2 separate regions of the Mus musculus genome follow, and region 1 is linked to region 2. A link is a contact called in public HiChIP or PLAC-seq data. All regions are on one chromosome and are shown on one strand. Each heading gives the region's core, a stretch centred on a gene start, on an enhancer-like site or on the middle of the called end of the contact. The rest is flanking DNA. Distances are from core to core; before and after follow the strand shown.

Region 1 (6,069 bases), core at 2,642-5,141, 42 kb before region 2:
GTTCCCAGTTTTTCTCATTGTTCACGCCTGCATTGTTGACCAAAATATCCAATCTTCCGAAATGGTCTACAACTTTTCTAAAAGTATCTAACAAAAAAAAGGAGAGATTTTCATTTTCCGTCTATGCACTGAAACCATTTGCTGTAAGAGGAAATGATTTTATTGGTTTTACTTTATGATTTTATTCTATTTTATTATTGCACTAGAGGTTGAATTTAGGTTGCGTCTTCTAATCAAAGAGCTCTCCTATACTCCAGTCATCTTTTACTTATTATTTTGAGTCAGGGTCTCACTAAATTTCATAGATTGTCCCTGAACTTGGAATGTTCACGCTTTAGCCTCTGTAGCTGAAAGTACAGGCTTGTGCCGCCAGGTTTGGCTAGATTTTAAATTAAATCTATTCAACCACATGGTAAAGATTAACCTCATAACCTGGTTCAAGTTTTGTTACCTTGAGTAACCTACACGTTAGAAACACAGTATAGTCATTGCATGGCTACTAAATCAGAAACTTACTTCAGCAGATCCTTAGATGATTTGAGCTCACATTTAAGTTCTATAATCAATAAACTGATGGGGTGAGCACTAGAGAAGTGAGCATCTCAACTAGAAGCTCTTTCGAGGTCAGTTCAGGCAGCTGTTACCTTTCTCTTCCTAAGAAGTAATTGGAACACTTTGGTATAGACTTGGTGTTTGTTTGCAGCAAGAGTCAAATCCAGAGCCTTCCACATTCTAGGAAAGTGCTCTACCACAGGAGCTATACCTCTAGTCCTTCAAATATCCGCTCTTAATAATCTATATTTTATATGCAGAGCATTAAACTAACTCAAGTACTCAGTGCACTTAAATACATTATGATTGTATTTTAGGAATCTCTGAAGCCAGGCGTGGTGGTGCATGCTTTTAATTCCAGCACTCAGGAGGCAGAGGCAGGCGGATTTCTGAGTTCGAGGCCAGCCTGGTCTACAAAGTGAGTTCCAGGACAGCCAGGGCTATATACAAAGAAATCCTGTCTCCAAAAACCAAAAAAAAAAAAAAAAAAAAAAAAAAAAAGAATCTCTGCTGTTTAATAAGTAAAAGTTGATGCTTTATTCAGTCAATTTCATTGTGTTAATCTGCTTTCATGTTTACTATTTCATTCTTCTTTCCTATTATCATTGCTAGTTTACAGTATTATGGCTTTGTATAAAGCGGTGTTTATTTGAGAAACTTACTATAGATTCCCAGACCTGAATCTTACTCATTTCAGTGTCTTACGATATATCAAAGACTTGAAAACCCTCAACAGCTAGTTCAAAGAGGGCGTCACCTAACCTTAGGAAACTCGGACTTCTTAAAGCAGTCTCTTATATACTTCTAAAGATTTGACAAGTTCCATGGTCATTTTCAATCTATCTCTATTACTTCAGACTGCAGCCAACTATCTTTTTTCTTTCCTATGGAAGATGTGTATTCTTAGGCCTGCAAGTGAACATATGGGTTCTTTGAAATAGATAGATCAACCCAAAATTTATCTTGACTGAAATAAATTCAAAAAGTTATTAACAACCATCAAAGGTGATTGTTAAGCATATTGACAAAGCTTTGCATAAGCATCATTTTATACTTACTAAGCCAAGCCGGAAACCAAAACTAAAAGTGATATATAGTGATATTATATATATCATTTATATTTCAGTGCAACTTTAAAACAGTTCCTTAAGTCGTAAATTGGTTCCAGCAAATGTCTAGGTTTCATGTCTAGGTTTAATTTTCTTCCCTCCTGGAAGCCACTGGTTAGACTTTTACTAAAGTGTCCTATGCTGTCTGCTGTCTGACATCTCATTGAGATTTCAGCTCAAGTGACTTAGAAGTTTAGCTCCTTCTGTCATGTACATGCTATGATCCTCTTTATAATTTGTCTGAACATTTTGTGCTATTCTGGTTTGCTGATTTTCACCATAACGTATCTAGATGGGCTGCAGGAACCCTTTCAGCTCTGTGTCTTTATGAGCCCAATGTATCTAAACAGTCTTAAAAGTTGTGGGCAGCCCTAAGTTCTGAAGTTTCAAGAATCCTTTCCTTTTATGTATGAGGGTCTCTAAACAAGGTGGGGACTTCTTATGATAGACAGGTCTTCTGGGCCATTTACTGTGTGCTTGAGGTTCCTTCACAATCACTTAATGTTTAAGGAATATATTCGTAGACATGATACTCATTTTAAATACTGGCAGAATAACACATTAAATACCATGCGTGAAGCCATATAATTTATCTTTACTGGTCCCTAGTCCAGTAGCATGAATGTTGGGACTGGGCATGACTGTCATTGAAACTAAATGATATAGTATCAATAAAACCATTCTCTGGCAAAGGATGTTCTATTATGACTTCTCTTAAAGATCTCTTCTACTCATAAAGGCTACCTCTACTATCGGACAGATTAGCATTTTCAGATGTTAATGATGTTCTCTTTAATCCAATTACCCCTATCTTAGGTCCACTGTCTTCTAATGGATCCGTCCATTTTTATTCATAGGGTATATTCTAAGATGTAAGAAACCTAAGATCTCAGGATTCCATTGATAGACACTGTAGAGCAGGTTGGGTTTGTATTCTGACTTCCAGATTAAAAAGGTGCCTACCGATTTACTTTGTTTATTTGAACAATGCCCTTTGAAACATCTTTTTTTTTTCTATATTTTCCTGGAGAAATTATCTTTAGGGAAATCCTTTGAGCCCTCTATACAGCCAGTGTGCATTGCTGATGACAATATTCTTCCTGACATTTCACAAGTAGATGGATCTATTTTAAGAGACCACAGAAAAACAGGAAAACATTGGGGAAAAGCGATAGAGCCTTTTCTTCTTTAATTCTAAAGAAGAAGAAATTTAACGCCATACAGTTATTATTTTAAGTGCCATCTTAGAGGGGAAACCGAGCAAAGATCTGGCTAAAAGCAATTGCTTTGCCTGTGACCATGACCTGGAACTTGGCGTCTGAAGTGTCTAAGCGAAAGGCACGCTGAGTTTGATTGTTATTGGAGAAGTCTTCCAGCTCTCTGAGAACTGCTTGCCATAGTTCCGCAGCCTGTCCCCCTCACTGGGTAATTAACTGTAGCAGCACTGTCTTCGAATACACAAAAGATTTGATTACATTCTGTGCTGCCAAGTGGCTAAAACAGAAGGATTTCTTAGGCAGTCCTGTCTTACTTTTTATGTCCATTGGGTTATCAGAAAGAAGCACAGAAATTCAAACTATCCATTGGAGTTAGAAGGTCACAGCTTCCCGTGAGAGAGCGTTGCTGGCTCTCAGCCTTGTCTGCTCCTACCTGGCAGTCAGGTTGCTGCTTGCACAAGGTGTGTTCCCGAGTCTATGGATTGATTCCCCAACGTCTTACCTCTCAGTTGTTTCTGGTCAGCCACATCACACTGGACGAACAGTGTCTTCTGAGGTTCGAACTGCTCATCTAGGGCAGCTTTACATTTTACACCTGCCTCAAGATTCCAATCCACCAATGCTACCTACAAACAAGAAAAGAGGGAGCGGGTCTCCTATGAAGGAAACAGCCGCCACCAAGCCACAGACACACAAGCAATGGATAAAAAAGACGCTCCCTTCTTAGACCTCAGAATGTGCTCATCCAAGTTCGGGTTCTCTGCCAGCAGCGTTGGAGGTCGGCTTGCGAGCCTGGGGCTCGGCACCCCAGGGGCTCCGGCGGCGTGTGGGTGGACACGGAGAAGTCCTTACCTTGGCGCCATGGAGCAGCAGAGCCTCAGCGAAGGCTTTGCCTATGCCCTGTGCCGCGCCGGTCACCAGAGCCACTTTGCCGTTCACGTGCATGGCGGGTCGCGTCTCTGCGGGTGGTGGGCGAGCTCAGAGTCTGGACGCCGCAGCAGCTTTTATAGCCCACTCCGTGCGCGTGTGCAGCGGCCCTAGGAGCTCTCTTGCCAGTGGGCGGGGATGAAACTGTCAAGCCAGCGCCTAGGAAACCGACATTGTGTCACCTGCCCCTGAGCACCAGGGTAGGGTCGGCGCACAAGGTGATCTTTGCCTTCTAGGCTTTCAGCTGTTGCAGATTCCCCAGCAGGAATTTTCCCCAAGCCTCTGGCTGCATGAACACAGTGAGCTAAGAGAGGAAAAGCTGAAAGGAAGGAAGACAAACTTTCTGGAAAAGTTTCTTGAACGACTCAAAAGTTAATCTTACAGGAGAGAAGAGAAGAGGCTTGGAAACTTGGATTTCTCCTCACAGCCTCAATAAATATTAAATTAAAAGCAAGCAAAAGAAGGAATCAAAAACAATATTTTAAGGGGCGTTGCTGTGCACGTGTGTGTGTGTGTGTTAAGCTTTTTCATAACTTCTCATTTCATAAACAAATATAGTTATGGGCTTGGGGTGAGTGAGGATAACGCTTTTATTTACTGACGTTTTGTACAAACAGTGAGCACAAGAGTTTAATTTTGCTCTGACTCCCAAAACCTGAATCGTGTTCCAACGCCAGAGTTTTAAGAATCTTCCTGGAGTTTCTGTCTCAGATCAGTGTCCATTGTGTGTCATATTGAACTGTCCTTAGTCATGCCAGCATCAGTGGTAGCCTTGCATATTGTGATTTTGATGGAAGTTTACTTGCTGGACCACCTTGGCTCCTATGGCTCAGTAATCCAGATTTGGTATTGAGGTCCCCAGACCTGCAGGAACTGGAGCCCTGACTTTATGCCAGGGTGACTGTTTGCCAGGACACGAGTCCACTGACTAAGTCCCTTTCTCACGTTCACAGCGGCAGGCTTCAAAGTGCGTTCTGTCAGTTTAATTCATTGGCATTTATTTTCAGGCACAAAGACATCTGAGCACGCGGGAAGCCCGAGATTAACAGCAGAATGAGTTCTTTGTGTACTTTGCCTGCTTAGTGAAGGAAGCCTTGGTGAATGTGCCCGGTTCCTCAGGGAAGTGTTTGGAGAGGCTGCAGAAAATACAGAGTTGGTGTTAAGCCAACTGGTTTCAAAGTTGCCTTGAAACTAGATCTTGAAAAAAAATGCTGAGAAGATAGGAACATATTTATATCCAGCATTGTACTGAGAAGGGGAAGTAGAGGCACTGTATTTTAATTTTTTCTTTATTCTAGAGAATTTCATGCACATATACAAGGAAATATGTCTTGCTCCCTCCAAGTTTCCTCAGATGCCCGAACAACCCCTCCTCTCTTATTGTTTTTTTTCTCCCAAGTAAACTGCTAAGTTCAGTTAGTCCTACCCGTATACATTTGGGTGTGGGACTCGTCACTGAAACTCACCAGTGGGTGTATGTAAGGGCTTGATGTTGAATGAGAACAGCAGAGACAAATAAGAAGAAGACAGGCAAATAACAGAAAGCCAGGGCTGAAGGCTTGAGAAAAAGAACACATCTTCACCAGGAAGGATTTGCCCAAAGCTAGAAAAACAAAGCAAAACAAACAAAACAAAAAACAAAAACAGCTACTGCACTATGAGTGAAGATGTCTGAAGAGCAGTGGCTTTGCAGCGCTCAACAGAGAGGAACCGTTCCAAAAGTCAAGTGGTCCCTAAAGCTTTGATGGAGATGAGCGCCACATTTGGCAAAAGGTTTTCAATCAGCTAGAGCAGTAATAGCCAGTATGAGTAAATTTAAAAGGCACAGCACCTGATGCGAAGTTTTAGGAGAAAGTGGCTGGTGAAGAGAGAGAGAGGTTGTTTTACTGTCAAGCCCATCATTATGGATCTAGGACCGGGTAGTCATTGGCGAGATTAGGAGGAGACTAAGTTTTCCTTTAAGAAAGGACAGGATTGGTTCAGACTAAAGAGACTGGTGTCATGAAAAAAAGAAAACAAAACCAAAACCAAACACCAAACAGCCAAACAGGAGTCTGAGGGTCTATGGTTGAGATTTCAGATGACGCGGAGGGTGTTGCTCTTCCCTTTATCGTGCCTCAGATTCCTGATTTGTTAAGTAAGACTTGAGCAACGCATGTGAAGCATTACCACAGGGCCTGGCACAGAATAATAGCGTAATAAGTATTAATCTTAACAAATTGTTTCTAGATTGTTCATAAATCACACCCGTGAGAGAAGGGGAA
Region 2 (6,087 bases), core at 2,173-4,672:
TAACAAGAGTCCCAAGTGAACATGTTTTGTAACCAAACATAGGTTTTAGTACTTGGATTGGGTTACATCTAATTGAGTTGCTAGACAATGGAGACATGGGAATCACCAAACAACCCAGACTATTACCAAGATAATAGACTGCTATCCACATTTGGTGGCAAGGCCCACTGCTGAACACACCACCTATACAACTTACTGGACATGCAAAAGTCCATCTGCTGCTTACATAGAGCCTTCATTCTTACATAGAGGAAGGAACTCTTCATGTTATTAAAGAGCTAGCCACAAACCTACAGATCTACAACGATGTCTTGTCTGCAGGATATGCCAGGACAATGGTGGCACAGAGCTTGTAGGAGTATCCAATGAACACCTGATTTGACTTAAGATCCAGTCTATAAGATTGAATCCATTCATGATTGAAGCTGCTTGGGTGACCAAGAACCTGAGACTAGATAGCTCAGGGACCTAGAGTAAAACCAAATACTACTTACTGTTCTATAAAACAACAAACATAGCAATAAAATGACTCCAAATGACATTCTTGTGTACTCATAAATCAGTGTCCTGCTCAGCCATCATCAGAAAATCTTCCTCCTGCAGCAGAACGGTACAAATACAGAAATCCACAGCCAGACATTATGCAGAGAGCAGAAGACTTTGGAAAATACAGCTCTAAAGGGGCTGTTTCCGTTAAACCTCTACCCTTACTGTCTCTATGTACCTCCAGAGCTGGGATTACAAGTATTTAGAGGAGCATCTGGGGTCTCATATGGCTGCTGTACACTGAAGTCTGGTCCTCATCATTAAAGAGCAAGTGCTCTTAAATGTTGACTCATCTCTCCAGCCTTGCATTCTTTTTGCTTTCTGCCATCTGTTAAATTTGTTGTTTAATTCACCGCTTTTTCATCGATGGACTTTTCTGTACTCTCTAGAAATGAACAAATTTCATTTCTGATATTTCATACATAAATATTACTTTTTCATTTCAATTTTCTGTAATTTTATTGTTATATTTCTGAGAGATGTGGCATTCATCTGAAATATTATCTTTGAATTAAGTTTTAAATAAAAATGTTATTGTGTAGATAATTATCAATTTTTAGATATTTGTTTCAACCATTGAAGAACACTGTATGTACAGTTCATCTACTATGTTATTTTTCAACTTATAATACTCAGTAAAGTTGTGGGCTTATACGTAACACTTATTTCAAATATCCAAATATATCTTTTTAATTTTCAAAAACTTAATCAGATTACATAATTATACCACTTCCTACCATTCCCTTTTTTAATCTAGCCCCCCAAAACTGATATTATCTTTTTCTTTGATTAATATTTTAAATACATTTATTAATTTAAATATAATTTGCTGAGTCTATATAGTATTACTTACAAATATATTATTTTAGTGATGACTTTTATTAGATAACCAATTAGAAGGATCATCCCTGGGAAAGACTTTCTCCCTCTCTTAGCAGGCATTGGTTTCTGTTAGTTCTCTATTTTTTTTTTTTTTTTGACCCTTTTAAATGTAGCATGCCTACTGGTGTTGTCCTTTTTTGGATTTTCTTAACTTTTAAATTTGATTCCTCTTTTTCACTAATTTATCTGTGGTATGAAGTTTCCCTGCAGAGGAAGAAAGACAAATTTTCACTCCAGAAAAAGCACCAACAACAGACTAAAGAAAAGATCCCAACAAAATCTAGAATGGTTAAGAAGTGATTCAGTTTGGGATGACTGACAGAAGCAACAGCAAGTTATGGGTGGGTAAATCTCTGAAAAGTAACTCTCTCACCCCACAGCAAACTGCTTCTATAAACCTGGGGGTGGGGGGAGGGATACTATTCTCTCTGCTTTATGATGGAACTCAGCTCTTCTAAGTAACTGCACAAGACCAGAGCTGAGTTTTCAAGAGGGGGACAGCAGGTCATGCCCAGAGGACAGAGTTCCACAAAGTATTTAAGTATAAATGGAGACATTTTATGCTTTGGCAAATACCTCAAACTATTTATTTTGTCTTGTAAGCTATTAAATTAAATAATATCACAAAATGTTAACCTGAAATAACTGTCTTCAAAATATAAAACAGAAATGAAAGGTAAATTGCCATCCTCGCAATCCAGTGATTCCTCACTACTACCTCCTAAGTCATTTGCAGTACAGCATCTCAATCATAATTTATTAGAGATAAATAATGGATATTTGTGCATTTATTAAAAGATGAAAAGGTCTACTTGCTATCCCCTAATAATTGATTTCCTGTTATCAAGACATTTCATAGTATAAGCTTGTTTGAATTCATGTTCATTTTAAGCAAAGTGCAATGTGTCTTGGAAATTCAAAGAACAGCTAATGAATGGCTATGACAGCATGCATTTAGTTGGCTCAAGTTTCTTTATTCTTTTGAAGTTCTGTGGAGAAAAAAAATGAGATGAGATGATTCAGACAGGAGCTGTCATACTTTTAACTGTGCTCTCATTTTTTTGTTAACACGCCTCTGCTCTGTTAATTCTAAAACTGGGCTAAAGTCTGAAATCCCATTCTCTCTAAGTCATTTTCTCTCATTTGTTCTTTTAAATAATTTTATCAAAAATCCACTACCATTGGTAGAGATGGATGGTGGAAATAAATTCTTTATGTTTTATAGTATAGTAGAATATTTTAAACAATCTAAATGTTTTACAGTGTAATGCAGAACAATTAATTTGACAGGATAATTCAGGGAGGGTACAGAATATTCTCAGTATATATAAATAATAAAGTCTGAGGTCATATATATGATAGTTATTCTGACCTAATTATTACACATTCTCTACACATATCGATTATAGTCTTTATATTTCTATGCACCAGTGAAAAGTAACAAAGTATCTTTAAAGACAATTTTTTTCTTTTTTTCTTGGTTATTTTATTTATTTACATTTCAAATGTTATCATCCTTCTTGATTTCCCCTCTGCAACCCCCCTAACCCATCCTCCATTGCCCTCCTGCCATGAGGGTGCTCCCCCACCCATCCACTCTCACCTCACTGACCTAGCATTTTCCTATGCTGGGCCATCAAGCCTTCACAGGACCAAGGGTCTTCCCTCCCATTGATGCCAGATAAGGCCATTCTCTGCTGTTGGAAGCCGACCATGGCTCACATGAACGGAGTTTCACCTGGAAGGCAAGCTGGGGCTGAAAAGAGAGGAACTAGGCGGTTGAGAGAAAAATGGAGCTAAGTCAAGATTCCTGATCAAAGCTTAAATTTTTAATGGCAAATGCAGTTATAAAAGGGGGTGGGGGGAGGGCAGGCCCATTTTCTTCAGTTCATTCTTGGAGCCTGGAACCAGCTGCAGGATAGGGTGTAGTCTCCAGAATAGCTCAGCTGCCTCCCAGCAGGTAGCAGTACCTTGAAGGGGAACAGAGGCCGTGGCTGAACAATAGAGTGATCTTGGGAGGAAGGCTCCACCCTAGGTAATCTCCTTATTGGCAGCAAGGTCAAGGTCTAGCTTAGCCTGCTTCAGGCTGGGGGAGGTTACAATTTCCCCCTGTTATTAATATTAAAAAAAAGCTGGACTGAGGCATAAAATTTATTTATGCTCTATAGTCCTGCTTGGGAGGTATGGTGGCTGATGACTATGCCTGTCTTAGGAAATCTTAGATCTTCCCAAACCATCCAATTCCATCTTGGAGGTTATGTAAAGCTTGTTTGTGTTATATTTCATACAAAACATGGCTCTGTGGTGTGTTATCAACAGCCACGGCCTTTTGGCATGTACCTCTGTCTTAGATTGGTATGGTTCCAAGATCTGGGTGCCCGTCTTTGACTGTCTGGCCCTCATTAGCACACCTTATTCCCAATTCAGACCAAAGCCACAATATGTACTTAGAATGCTTCTTCATGAAGATTAATAACTGTCACCTGCGGTGTTTGAGGTGAGGCTGCACACCTGCTGCAGTCAGGCTGAGGGGCATTGACTAACCTGCTTGAAAAACAATGGGAAACAGTGAAAAGCAACAGTTCAAAAGCTTCTTTGGGGAAGTCCAGGTACTCCATTCAATTGCAAATTAGCAATGATCTAGCTTAGCCTTAGAAATCCTTGTGAGGGGAAGGTAGCTGTGAGAATTGCAGAAAGGCTGCAGCTTCTCTGGGAGTGGAGGCTGTGCTCTAAATTAACTTTTCGGCTAAAGAGAATTTTTAACCATAATCAAGGCTAGAGTCATACTTACTAGAAGATTCAGAATCTGTGTCCAGTTGACGAACTAATCTTTCAGGCAGCCATCGCGTTCCATATTCTTTTTGTGAAAAAACACAGACGGAGCCCCTTCCCCAGATTAGGATCAGGTCTGGACCCTTCCATTCATTAGTTAATGGGTCCCACCATTTTACCATGGCATAAGAACTAGAAGTAACTGGATGCCAGTGACAATCTACTGCAGACTGACATTTAACATCAGTTTGCAAAAAATTTAGAACAAATAAAGGAAGAGCAAGAAGTGCCTTTGGTGACCTTGGGGGATATAACTGCCCCTGTTTGTTTGTTTGTTTGTTTGTTTTAAATTAGGTATTTATTTCATTTACATTTCCAATGCTATCCCAAAAGTCCCCCACACGCTCCCCCATCCACTCTCCCATCCACCCACTCCCACTTCTTGGCCCTGGCATTCCCTTGTACTGAGGCAGATAAAATTCGAACAACCAATGGGCCTCTCTTTCCACTGAAGGTCTACTAGGCCATCTTCTGATATATATGCAGCTAGAGACACGAGCTCCGGGGGGGGGGGGGGTATTGGTTAGTTCATACTGTTGTTCCTCCTATAGGGTTGCAGATCCTGTTAACTCCTTGGTTACTTTATCTAGCTCCTCCATAGTGGGCCCTGTGATCCATCCAATAGCTGACTATGAGCATCCACTTCTGTGTTTGCTGGGCCCCTGCATAGTCTCACAAGAGACAGCTATATCAGGGTCCTTTCAGCAAAATCTTGCTAGTGTATGCAATGGAATCAGCAGTTTGAGGCTGATTATGGGATGGATTCCAGGATATGGCAGTCTCTAGATGGTCCATCCTTTCGTCTCACCTCCAAACTTTGTCTCTGTAACTCCTTCCATGGGTGTTTTGTTCCCAATTCTAAAAAGGGGAAAAGTGTCCACACTTTGGTGTTCTTTCTTCTTGAGTTTCTTGTGTTTCACAAATTGTATCTTATATCTTGGGAAATCTAAGTTTATGGGCTAATATCCACTTATCAGTGAGTACATATCATATGAGTTCTTTTGTGATTGGGTTACCTCACTCAGGATGATGCCCTCCATGTCCATCCATTTGCCTAGGAATTTCATGAATTCATTTTTTGAATAGCTGAGTAGTACTCCATTGTGTAAATGTACCACATTTTCTGTATCCATTCCTCTGTTGAGGGGCATCTAGGTTCTTTCCAGCTTCTGGCTATTATAAATAAGGCTGCTGTGAATATAGTGGAGCATGTGTCTTTCTTACCACTTGGAACATCTTCTGGATATATGCCCAGGAGAGGTATTGCTGGTTCCTCCAGTAGTACTATGTCGAATTTTCTGAGGAACTGCCAGACTGATTTCCAGAGTGGTTGTACAAGCTTGCAATCCCACCAACAATGGAGGAGTGTTCCTCTTTCTCCACATCCTTGCCAGCATCTGCTGTCACCTGAATTTTTGATCTTAGCCATTCTGACTGGTGTGAGGTGGAATCTCAAGGTTAATTTGATTTGCATTTCCCTGATGATTAAGGATGCTGAACATTTTTTCAGGTGCTTCTCAGCCATTCGGTATTCTTTGTTTAGCTCTGAGCCCCATTTTTTAATGGGGTCATTTGATTTTCTGGAGTCCAGCTTCTTGAGTTCTTTATATATATTGGATATTAGTCCCATATCTGATTTAGGATAGGTAAAGATCCTTTCCCATTACTTTGGTGGTCTTTTTGTCTTATTGATTATGTCTTTTATCTTACAGAAGCTTTGCAATTTTATGAGGTCCCATTTGTCGATTCTTGATCTTACAGCACAAGCCATTGCTCTTCTATTCAGGAATTTTTCCCCTGTGCCTGTATCTTTGAGGCTTTCCCCCA

The links. HiChIP or PLAC-seq counts read pairs in DNA pulled down with a chosen protein or histone mark.
Region 1: a contact with region 2 is called in an H3K27ac HiChIP or PLAC-seq map of embryonic stem cells, with 13 read pairs. The contact joins the promoter of Hpgd here to the enhancer-like site in region 2. A contact is called at or near these places in 3 of 39 promoter capture datasets (embryonic stem cells and liver), 3 of 484 Hi-C or Micro-C datasets (embryonic stem cells and liver) and 3 of 115 datasets of contacts at active chromatin or transcription factors (all in embryonic stem cells).

What each region holds. Positions count from the first base shown.
Region 1 is chr8:56,292,374-56,298,442 of GRCm38.p6, reverse strand. Hpgd (hydroxyprostaglandin dehydrogenase 15 (NAD)) reads right to left here and starts at 3,891. Exons shown (of 7, transcript NM_008278.2): 1 at 3,731-3,891; 2 at 3,381-3,504; 3 at 1-87. The coding sequence starts at 3,823.
Region 2 is chr8:56,249,841-56,255,927 of GRCm38.p6, reverse strand. No RefSeq gene overlaps it. Among named protein-coding and RNA genes, the nearest start is that of Hpgd, 42 kb to the left of the region's middle. Within about 2 kb of position 3,422, at least 14 of the 459 cell types and tissues checked have an H3K27ac peak or open chromatin away from gene starts, as enhancers often do. A contact at or near this core is called in embryonic stem cells, where this site is marked.